Linked DNA regions of Pan troglodytes: region 1 is linked to region 2. Evidence: chromatin contacts called from public HiChIP or PLAC-seq data. All regions are on one chromosome and are shown on one strand. The core of a region is the stretch at or near the end of the contact, and the rest is flanking DNA. Distances in the headings are between cores, read along the strand shown. Region 1 holds the start of GRM4 (glutamate metabotropic receptor 4). Region 2 holds the start of BAK1 (BCL2 antagonist/killer 1).

Region 1 (5,789 bases), core at 2,140-4,639, 560 kb after region 2:
TTGCCCCTGCCTTCCCCCAACCTATGATTCCCTCCAGCCTCCTCTCTGTGAAGCTCTCCCTTCAAGAAGCAGCTGAGATCCTTCCTCCTCCAGGAAGCCTGCCCTGATTATTACAATTCTTGTTATCTCCTTCCTCCGCAGTTAATGACACAGAACCTCTCTCATGTTAACAATGACCAGGCTGGGAGCACATTAAAGGCCTGCATGGACAGCACTGCCCTCATCTCTATGTTCCCCACGCCCAGTCCGAGGTTCAGAACACAGGAAAGGCTCAGTAACTGACCAGGCAAAGCCAGCGCCCTGCCCAGAGCAAAGCCCAGGACAGGGGATCTGCAGCAGTGCGCCCAGTCCAGAGTGGCACTCGGACCTCACACTGAATTCTCACAACTCTGTTGTGTGCTCAAGCATAGAAGACAGTCCCCTCTGTCACAACCATTCAGTCCCTCAGTGTGACATTCAAAGGTGCTCTGAGCACCCACTGTGCACCAGCCCCTGCTCTGGGTGGGCACTGGGGAAACACTGGGAGTGAAACAGACACAAACGCCTGCCCTCTGGAGCCCACGTCCCAAAGCGGGTGGGCACAGGACAAACAACAAATACCTGAACACATAGATGGCTGGGACTTCAGGGGATCAGGTGATATGAAAAAAAATAAGGCAGGTAAGGGGACAGGGAATGACCCAGAAGGGCTTTTTCAGAAAAGAATAATCAGGGAAGGCTTCTCTGGGGAAGTGGCATTTGATCCTAGAGTAAAAGCAGTAAAGGCATGAGCCATGTGAACATCTGGGAGAAGAGGATTCCAAAGAGAAAGAACAGCAAGTGCAAAGGCCCTGAGGTGGGCACAGGCTTGGCACTTGATGTTCTAGAATGAGCAAGGAGGCCAACGTGACCAGGGGGCAGTGGGGAGAGGGTTGATGCGATGAAGTCAGAGAGGGCCTGGAACACAAGATCAACAGGACCTTATCGACCACAGTGTGGACAGGGAAATGAGGGGCCACAGAAGGCTTTGAGCACAGCACAGGCAGGGACTCATCACCAGAGAAACCTGAGACTTAGAAGGACAGCCACGTGCAAAGGCCACAGCAGCTCACAGCAGCAAGTCCCATCGACAAGGCAAGCACATCTCATCAGCCCTTGGGCCTCCCTGCTCAGCCTAGAAAATACCCTTACCTTCCTCCTCTCCCAGAGCCAGGGGACCGGCCACCAGGCTCATGCTTGCCTGGATCTCCTCCATCCAGCAGGCCCCAACCATGCAGACCCCCAGGCCTCTCCTCCCCATCCCTACATGCCGCCATCTCTAGTTTTCCAGCACAAGACCCAAGTGGGCAAGTGTCTTTGTTTGCAGCTGTTACTATTTTGGCCTTCGCCACTAATACCGCTTCTTCCTCTCTCCTCCCTCTTCCTGTCCCCTCAACAACCCAGCACTGCCCTGGAAAGCAGGGGCCACTGGCTTAGCCCAATCAACATCCAAACTGCACCGCATGAATATAACTGTGGTTGGTGGGGAGACTTCCATCCCTCGGCTGTACCGAGGTCAGGCACTGAAAAGAGGCAGTGAGTGATACCTGAGAAGCAATCACCCTCCACAAGCTTAGGAATCAGGTTGAGTCTCCAATCTTTATTTCTATATTTAAACCTAAAAATAACCCTGTAGCAATGACAGAGTTTTTACTAGAAGTCATGCCCCTAACCAGGAAATAGATCCAGGGGCTAGCTTGTGTCACCCTAAGGAACAGAGGGGTGGCTGGGAGAGCCAAGTGTGAAGGACTGGGTGGAACCCAGACCTCCTGGTTCCCATGCTGGTGGCCCAGCCCAGGGAGGGCAGCTGCCCAGGCTCTCCTGGGACTCACCATCATCACCACCAATGGGCGACCAGTGCCTTCTCGGGAGAACTGAGAGCCTTAGCTAGACACCAAGGCCTGCCTGTCAGCATGGCTCGGCCCCAAATGGCATGGGCTGGCATTATGGGCTGGCATTTCCCAATTACCACAGATAATAACTACCTTAATTGAATGGGGTCCAGATAATGTCATTATGCACTGCGTTCCCCAATTTATTTAATATACGTGTGTACACATATATTGATGCCTCACTGCTGCCACGAGATTGCTAAATGGTGAGGTTAATAATAAAACATTTCGACAGGAGTCATCAGCTTTAATTTAAGGGGTGATTTTTACTATCCTTGTGGTGCTCGTTTTTCCAAGGAGCCAAGAGAAACATGGACAGACTGGAACAGTCTCTCGGGCCTGCAGTCGAGGGGCGGGGGTGGGCAGGGCCGCGGGGTGGGCTGGCTGCTAGCTAGCAGGCTTCATCTCTTCTAAGCAAGTTCCATTGACATGCCTCCCTTCCAGGAGCAGGCTCAGGCAAGGCAAGCCAGGTGGAGGGGAGAAGTGGGAAACCAAGGCGGAAGCCCCCAGGGCAGGCAGGGAGAAGGAATTAGTTGTGAAGGAGGAACTACCAGCCTCAGGTTCATCTGGGAGGCAGCAGGGAGAGGGAGGCCAGAGACAGTACACAGAGAGAGGAGAGACATAGACAGCTCGCAGGACCAAGAAAAAGCAGCCTGCACTCTACAGGGACCAAAGGCAGCAAAACCCTCTAACTTAATTTTTTATAGTCCCCTGCTAACTACAGCAGAGGTGACACTTAAGAAAATGAGCCCTCTCCGTTCTTTCCAGGAGCCATCAGTCTGAGTGGGAGTGACAGAGAGCTGGTGTCCACTGCTCCAGGCCCATGCCCACCAGTGCAAGCCCCTTAGGCCCGCCAAGACAGCCAGCAGCTCTTCTGCAGCCCCAGTGAGTGGGGCCAGAGCTCCAATGCCAGCTCCCCACATGCCTTCTTCAGGAGGCAAAGGCGGCCGCCACTCTGCAGAAATGAGATAACCTGCCAGCCAACAGCCGGCAGGCCCAGCTGTCCAGGCTGCCAGTGCGGCCTGCCCACTGAAAAGTTGGGTTCTAGACCGAGCAGAGGAGGACAGTGGGGTGGGCAGATATCTTGGGGTGGGTGGTAATTAGAGGCTGCCGGCTCCACACTTGTCTAGGAGAGAGGACACGTCTATCGGCTGTAATTATTCAGCTCAGGAGCCTGTGGGTTCTGCTCCCATCTTTTGCTGCCAGCTGTCCCCCGCAGCAGGGCGGGGATGGGTGTGGCCACACATCCTGGCGCTGGACTGTGGACCCCTCAGGAAGTGAGTGGGAGCTGCAGAGCCCTTCTAGGCCTGAACCCGGCCCCCTGACCCTTCTGGCTAGCACACTGCTCAGTTCCAGTTTCACTCACTCGATCGCTCGCTTGCTCGCTCTCTCACCTACCTCGGGCTGCCTGCCTGCCGCTGTGCAAGGCGCTCCCTCTCAGAGACGTCACGCCTCCAACGGAATGAAGCCGCCCAGACGCAGGTTGGGGGAGGAGGGAGGGGGGGGGAGGAGGAGCGGCCTACGCAAGGCCACTGAGGCCCAGAAAGCAGCTCAACTCCTGACATGCTCCCGCCTCCCCTCCGCCTGCTCAGGACCTGTGCTTGGTGACGAGCTACATGCTGCCCCCCCAACCAATATATCTCGCTCCTGAAAATGCCTGAGAATGCTTGAGTAGGGTAGAGCACTCCTTTGGGTTAAGCCTTGCCATCTTCCTCTCCCGTCTCTCTTAAATGCAGATGCCCCTGGAAAGGGTAGTCCCTGAAGTGGCTAAGGTGCGGGGTGCGGGGGGGATAACTTTTGAGGTATTTTTGTCCCTGACAGGTGTGAAGGTATTGGCAGGTAGGCAAAAGCTTATGTGTAAAAGGACAGAAGTTGGAGGAACATAAAGACAGTGGCCACCCAATTCACAAGCGGACATCACGCCCAGCCCAGTGCTGAGCAGAGGCTTGGAGGCACCATCCTCAAAGCCCCCCGCCCACCCCACCCCAAGGACAGGATCTGACTAAGGGCTGGTGAAGCCCTCCAGGAAGTGAGAGAGGGGACAAGGCTCCAACCTCCACGCTCCACCGCAGCCAGGCCCATTTCGAGAGCCGGTTCACCAGTCCCCAGGGCCTGCCAAGAAGAGGTGATGAGGCCCCTGCGCTATGGGTGATCACACCCCAGAGTACCCAGAGGCCTCTGCGGAAGTTCTGCCACCTCCGAAAAGGCTCCTGCTAGTCCTCCCTTCTTCATGAAAGCTTCCCCCTACCTTAGGCCGGAAGGCCCTGAGGCCCTTCTGGGCTCTGAGTTGCTGAGCATGCAGAACCAGAGCCTGAGGCTCAGCATCCCATTGGGATCCGGGGGAAAGTGGGGCTAGCCCAGGACGCATCCCGGGAGTGTGGGAAGATGGGTATGAGAGCATTCTTCACGTCCACCATTGGCTGGCCCGGGGGCGGGAGGCTGAGCGCTGCAGAATGGCAGGGTGTGGGATGGGGTGCTCCGTATGGAGACCCTGGGAGCACTGGTCTCCCCGCCTGCCCTAGGCCCCCACTCACCCCAGAACGGACAAGGCGAGGGACTATGATGGGAACATACATGCCGCTCCCTCCCTGTCACTTCGGGCTTTCTGCCAGATTGACACAGGGGCAGCCACCGCTCTGAGAGACACGTGGCTTCGGGCACCCAGCTAGGCAAGCCCAGCTCAGTCGGTGTCCGGAAAGGCCGCGTTCTCCCGCGCCAGGGGCCGGCAATGGTGCGGAGAGGAGAGAAAGAAGCAAGGCGCCTCCTCCGACAGGGACTGAAAGTCTGAGGGCGGGATGTCACTCAGGGCCTAGGGGCAGGGGGCGCTCGTACGTTCGGGCCTCAGGACTCCCTGCCGCCGCCGATGCTGCTGCCCCATCTCAGCACAAACAGCCTCAGACCGCCCTGGTGCGGGGGCGCCTCTCGCAGTCGAGGCCTCCACCTCTCGGCCCCGCCCCCGCGCGGGGAGGAGACGCCTCCCACCTGCGAGCGCCGGGGAAGACCGACCCCGGAGCGGGGACCCCCCAGCACACATGCGCGTACACACATGCACACACAGAGACCACTGCCGGTCCGCTCGCCCGGCGGCCGCGTAGACGCGCAGGTTCATCACGGTCCCAGGGAGGGACGGTCCCGAGTGTCCGGAGAGAGCCTGACCCTGAAGTCCTGGGGCTGCAGGGAGACCCCAGACCCTAGAGACCCCCACAACCTGCCGAGGCCACGGGCAAGCGGTTGCCGGGCTCCGGCCGGTGGCGAAGGCGGCGCTGGGGCGGGCACGGGAGCTGGACGCGGTGCCTGGGAAAGGAGCCGAGGCGCGCGAGGCTGGGTGCCCTCCCGCCGGGAGACTGCCGGGAAGAGGTGCAAATAATGCCCCGCGCACCCGCCTGTCCCGCCTCTCCGCAGACGGGGATGCGCTAATGCCGCCGCCCCCACCTGAAAGCTGGCACGACCCTCCATCCGGTGGAAGCCCCTGTATACAGAGACAGTACTTTCCACCGGGCCCGCAAAAAAGCCTCTGCCCCATTGCCTCCCTCAGGGGCACCCGGAAAGCCTGCCTTAGCCCCGAGGGGAGACCCTCTAGTTCAGGTCCCGCGCCCTCCGGCCCCTAGGGCTCCGGGGGCGCCGGCTCTCCTCGGAGCACTCCAAGCGCGGGAGCTCGCCGGAGGCCACCTCCCCGAGCCCCGATGTCCCCGCCGCAGCCCTCGCCCCAGGAGGCCGGAGGGCACGGTCCCCTCTGTCCGTCCCCCTCGGGCCACAACTCACCGCGCGCCAGCAAGGTTTAAGCCGCGGCGAGGGGTCGGCTGCGTGCCCGCCTGCCCCGGGGGCGCAGGCCGGCGACGGCCGGAGGCACGGTTCTCGCGGTGCCCGGAGCCCGGGCCG
Region 2 (5,633 bases), core at 1,719-4,218:
GGTTATGGGATGGGTGAGGGGGCAGGAAGACCCTTACCAGAAGCAGAGGGCAGGGCAGGCTCTCCGCACTCCTGCCTGGGAGGACCTGGGCCTTGCCCCGAAGCCATTTTTCAGGTCTCAGTGGAGGACGGGATCAGCCTGCGGGGAAGGGCGAGAAAAAGCAGAGATGGGGGTGAGCACAGACCTGTGACTGGGGACCCCATACAGGTTGCCATGTCCACATAGGAGAGAGGATCCCCCATTCCCAGAAAGGCCCTTAGTCCTCTGGGACTTGGGCCAGGCCGGTCTCAAACTCCTGACCTCGTGAGTCTGCCTCGGCCATCCACAGTGCTGGGATTACAGGTGTGAGCCACCGTGCCTGGCCTCCTCTGGGACTTTTTATTCTTACTCCAGCATGGGTCCCAGTGAAGTCTGCTGGGAGGAAACAACTTACTGAACACTCCCTCTTCGAGGGAGACAGGGTAAGAAGGTGAGGCAGCCAAGGGCAGACTGAGGTATCTGCACCATCGAGGAGGGTGTGGCTGCAGCAGTGCCCGCTGGCTCTCAAGTTCATGCCACTCCTGGGGCAAGAGCCTGGGGGGTTTTTAGCTTTTAGCTGTTCCTGGGGCCTCCTGCAGCCCACCCAGCACATGCTTATTGCAAGCGAGCCACTGCCCAGCCAATGGCCCATGAAGGCTGCCCTCAGAGGCCCTACTTCCCTCTGGCTGGCCAGAACACACCTGTTTTTTAACTCTGGGCTGTTAGCCGCAAACATTTCCTGAGAGCCTAAGATATACTCTCCCACTTAGGAGCACTCTGTGGGTGGTGAACACTGGAAACTCACATGAACCCAGCAGGGTGAGCGCCATCATACCCACTTTACAGGCAGGAAAAGTGAGGCACAAAGAGTTGAGTGCCCGAGGTCACATCGTTAGTCACGGAAAGTCAGGTTGTTTGTCTGAATCTCTGTGAGTCCATGTACTCAACACGCATGCAAGATTTCTTTTCCAGTTTGTGGACCTCAGAGTGTGTTCTTTCTCAGGACAACTTTCCCTATTTACCTCCTGTCTGTGCCTTCCCCACTCCTGCCTTGCAGTGACTGGAGGGAGCCCTCAGGATCAGGGCCTTCTTTGAAGCCCCATAACCTGCCTCATACTCCCACCACACACCTGGTCTTCTGTCCCCAGCCCCAATTTTCCTCTTTGCCTGGGCCTGACCGCAGCCCCAACCTGCTGTGACCCCTCATCAGGGCGAGTGTTTCCTGGATGTCAGCTGTTTCACTTTCAGTTTGCACCCCTCCCAGAGCCCCATTTCCCCAGGCAGCCTCCAGCCCTCAGAAGGAGAGCGCCCTCCTCTTATCCCAGAGGGAGGGGGTGTGCAGCCCCACCCTGGGCCAAGCACACAGCCCCACCCCCACTGCCCAGGGCCTGGGGACCTTCGCCCACCCTCCTTCCGCTAGGCCTGGGAGTGTTTTCGAAAGTGCCCCAAGAGCTCTCAAGAAGGGGTGGAGGAGGGCTGGACCACCTGTGCCCTCACCCAGCTCCCCACTCCTCCTCGCTCTGCCGGACAGGGACACGGCGAAGGCAGACCCTCCTCTCCTCCACCTCTAGGGGCAAGGCCTTGTTAAAACAGAACTTTGCAGCCGGACATAGTGGCCCACGAGGTCAGGAGTTCAAGACCAGCCTGGCCAACATAATGAAACCCCATCTCTACTAAAACTACAAAAATTAGCTGGGCATGGTGGCATGCGCCTGTAGTCCCAGCTACTTGGGAGGCTGAGGCAGGAGAATCGCTTGAACCTTGGAGGCGGAGGTTGCGGTCAGCCGAGATCGCGCCACTGCACTCCAGCCTGGGCAACAGAGCGAGACTCCATTTCAAAAAACAAAAAAAAAGAGCTTTGCTTGCCTCCCACCCCCCGTAGCTCCTTAAATAAGATGGCCTTCCTTCTTCCCCAGTCTCCAGGACCCGGCACCCCCAGGACAGTAGGGCTGGAGGATGCTGACTGCACCTCCATCTCCCTCTACCAACACCCCAGGCTTCCGAGGGGAGCAGGTAGAGCCTCAGAACACCCCCCAAGGCCAGCAACCTATGCTGACTCAGGCCTAGCTCTGCCTCCCCCATCCAAGTGGCCTAAATTCCCGGTGAGGGGAGCCACCCCCAACTTCCTGGGCTTGCTGGGCCCCGATGAATGTTCCCCAAGGATACATGCCTGGCCAGGCCCTGGACCCAGTCTAGGGATGTTGGGCAGCAGCAAGCGCTGAGAAAGTTCTCTCTCTGCCCTTGACCTTGGCTCTGACCTCCACTCCCATCTCCCAGACTGTTAAAGGACCCAGTTCTTACAGTTCTCCGACATCCAGGGCTGGGCCAAGAGGGGAAGCTGTGAGGGGCAGCCAGAGGCAGGCATGGCAGGATCAGGTCCCCAGCCGGGGCGGCAGACCTGCCCAGGGAAGCCTTGAGCTTCCCCTTCCCCACCCGGCTCCCGGCAGGCTCCCTGCCCCACCCTGGGGCTGGGGCTGCTGAGATCTGGGAGGATGGACAGGACCCTTCCAGCTTACCTGCCGGGATCCTGGCCCAACCCAGGTGGCTCAGCAGGGTGGAGATGGAGGTCCCGAGGGGCTGGCGGCTGCTGCTCCCAGGGGCTGAGTGGGAGCCCAGTTTCCAGGAATGGGCGTCAGTGCATTCCCGGCATCTGGATGTAGCCTTTACTTGTCCCTGTGCAGCCCGAGGGACCCGCGAGACTCCAGTGATCATAGAGGTGCCAGCGGCACCCGGCTCCAATCAGCTCCCTCTAGAGGAAGTTGCTCTGTGGCCACCGGATGCAGACGCACAGGCCGACAGCCTGTAGGGGTGATCTGGGTGGGCCAGGCCCAGGAGCATGTCCCGCCCACTTTCCCCACCCCACCTCCCAGGCAGGCAGAGCGGCTGTCAGTGGCCCACTGCTTTTCCCATCCCTGATTCTCAATCCTTGTCTTTGATCTTCTCCCCCACCTCTACATCAATCAATACCAATAAAAAACCCAGGGTGAGAAGTTTCTTAAGCACTGCTGCATGCCTGGCACTTTAGCAACTATTTGTCTCATTGGATCTTCTCAACAACTCTTGTAAGTGAGTGCTGTTGACAATACCCATTCAGATGAACAGAGGCTCAGCTGGGTTAATCATCAGTTCTGGGCCAGGCGCGGTGGCTCACGCCTATAATCCCAGCACCTTGGGAGGCTGAGGCGGGCAGATCATGAGGTCAAGAGATCAAGACCATTCTGGCTAACATGGTGAAACCCCGTCTTTACTAAAAATACAAAAAATTAGCTGGGTGTGGTGGCGGGCGCCTGTAATCCCAGCTAGCTGGAAGGCTGAGGCAGGAGAATCCCTTAAACCTGGGAGGTGGAGGTTGCAGTAAGCCAGGATTGTGCCATTGCACTCCAGCCCGGGTGACAATGCAAGACTCCATCTCAAAAAAAATAAATAGTAATAATCAGTTCTGTAGTCGCATTGGGGAATACTAATACTAAATTGAGATTCAACCTGCAATTCAGACCTGTGCACCATGCACCTTGGTGGTCTCTAGATGTTTGAAATCCTGAAGGTGATAGTCAAGTAAACGGAGATTAAAACTCAATAGAGGCTGGGCCCAGTGGCTCACGCCTGTAATCCCAACACTTTGGAAGGCTGAGGTGGGAGGATTGCTTGAGCCCAGGAGTTCAAGACCAGCCTGGGCAACAAAGTGAGACCATGTCTCTACAAAAAAAAATTAGAAATTAGCTGGGTATGGTAGTGCACACCTGTGCATTTGGTGGTCCCAGCTACCTAGGAGGCTGAGGCAGGAGGATCACCTGAGCACAGGAAGTCGAGGCCGCAGTGAGCCATGTTTGCACCACTGCATTCCACCCTGGGCAACAGAGCAAGACCTTGTCTCAACAACAACAAAAAAGGCAGCCAGCTGCAGTGTGTCACGCCTAGAATCCCATCCCAGCCATTTGGGAGGCCAAGGCAAGAGGATAGCTTGAGGCCAGGTGCAGGAGTTCCAGGCCAGCCTGGGCAACAGCAATACCCTGCTTATACGAAAAAAAAAAAAAAAAAAAAAATTAGCAAGGCATGGTGTTGTATGCCTGTGGTCTTAGCTACTGGGGAGGCTGAGGTGGGAGGATTGCTTGAGCCCAGGAGGTCGAGGCTGCAGTAAGCTATGATTGCACCAGGGCAACAGAGGGAGAGTCTGTCTCTAAAAAAAAAAAGGCCGGGCACGGTGGCTCACGCCTGTAATCCCATCCCAGCACTTTGGGAGCCTGAGGCAGGCAGATCACCTGAGGTCAGGAGTTCAAGACCAGCTTGCCTAAGATGGCAAAACCCCGTCTCTTTTAAAAATACAAAAAAGGGAGGCCGAGGCAGGTGGATCACCTGAGGTCAGGAGATTGAGACCATCCTGGCTAACATGGTGAAACCCCGTCTCTACTAAAAATACAAAAAAATTAGCCGGGCATCGTGGCGGGCGCCTGTAGTCCCAGCTACATGGGAGGCTGAGGCAGGAGAATGGCATGAACTCAGGAGGTGGAGCTTGCAGTGAGCTGAGATCACGCCACTGCACTCCAGCCTGGGTGACAGAATGAGACTCCGTCTCAAAAAAAAAAAAAATTGGTCGGGCACGGTGGCTCATGCCTGTAATCCCAGCACTTTGGGAGGCCGAGACTGGCTGATCACCTGAGGTTGGAAGTTCGAGACCAGCCTGACCAACGTGGAGAAACTCCACCCCTATTAAAAATACAAAATTAGCCAGGCGTGGTGGCGCATGCCTGTAATCCCAGCTACTCTGGAGGCTGAGGCAGGAGAATCGCTTGAACCCGGAAGGCGAAGTTGTGGTAAGCTGCGATTGCGCCATTGCACTCCAGCCTGGTCAACAAGAGCGAAACTCCATCTCAAAAACTAATAATAATAATAATAAATAAATAAAATAAAGCCGGTTGTGGTGGCGTGCGCCTATAATCCCAGCTACTCGGGAGGTTGAGGCAGGAGAATTGCTTGAACCCGGGAGGCGGAGGTTGCAGTGAGCTGAGATTGTACCACTGCACTCCAGCCTGGGTGACAAGAGTGAAACCCCATCTCAAAAAAATAAAATAAAAATAGGGCCGGGCGCAGTGGCTCATGCCTGTAATCCCAGCACTTTGGGAAGCCAAGGTAGGTGGATCACAAGGTCAAGAAGTCGAGACCATCCTGGCCAACATGGTGAAACCCTGTCTCTACTAAAAATACAAAAATTAGCCAGGCATGGTGGCGGGTACCCGTAGTCCCAGCTACTCAGGAGGCTGAGGCAGGAGAATCGCTTGAAGCCGGGAGGCGGAGGTTGCAGTGAGCCGAGATTGTGCCACTGCACTCCTGCCTGGCGACAGAGCTAGACTCCGTCTCAAGAAATTAAAAATAAAAATAAAAACAAGGCCAGGCCCGGTGGCTCTCGCCTGTAATCCCAGCACTTTGGGAGGCCGAGGCGGGTGGATCACGAGGTCAGGAGATCGAGACCATCCTGGCTAACACGGTGAAACCCCGTCTCTACTAAAAACACAAAAAATTAGCTGGGCGCCGTGGCAAGCGCCTATAGTCCCAGCTGCTTGGGAGGCTGAGGCAGGAGAATGGCGTGAACCCAGGAGGCAGAACTTGCAGTGAGCCGA

The links. HiChIP or PLAC-seq counts read pairs in DNA pulled down with a chosen protein or histone mark.
Region 1: a contact with region 2 is called in an H3K4me3 HiChIP or PLAC-seq map of stem cell-derived excitatory neurons, with 4 times the contacts expected there. The contact joins the promoter of GRM4 here to the promoter of BAK1 in region 2.

Annotation. Positions count from the first base shown.
Region 1 is chr5:40,018,991-40,024,779 of NHGRI_mPanTro3-v2.0_pri, forward strand. It overlaps GRM4 (glutamate metabotropic receptor 4), which reads right to left and starts at 3,390. Exons shown (of 11, transcript XM_063812902.1): 1 at 3,309-3,390.
Region 2 is chr5:39,459,109-39,464,741 of NHGRI_mPanTro3-v2.0_pri, forward strand. BAK1 (BCL2 antagonist/killer 1) reads right to left here and starts at 2,969. Exons shown (of 6, transcript XM_518407.8): 1 at 2,535-2,969; 2 at 38-138. The coding sequence starts at 107.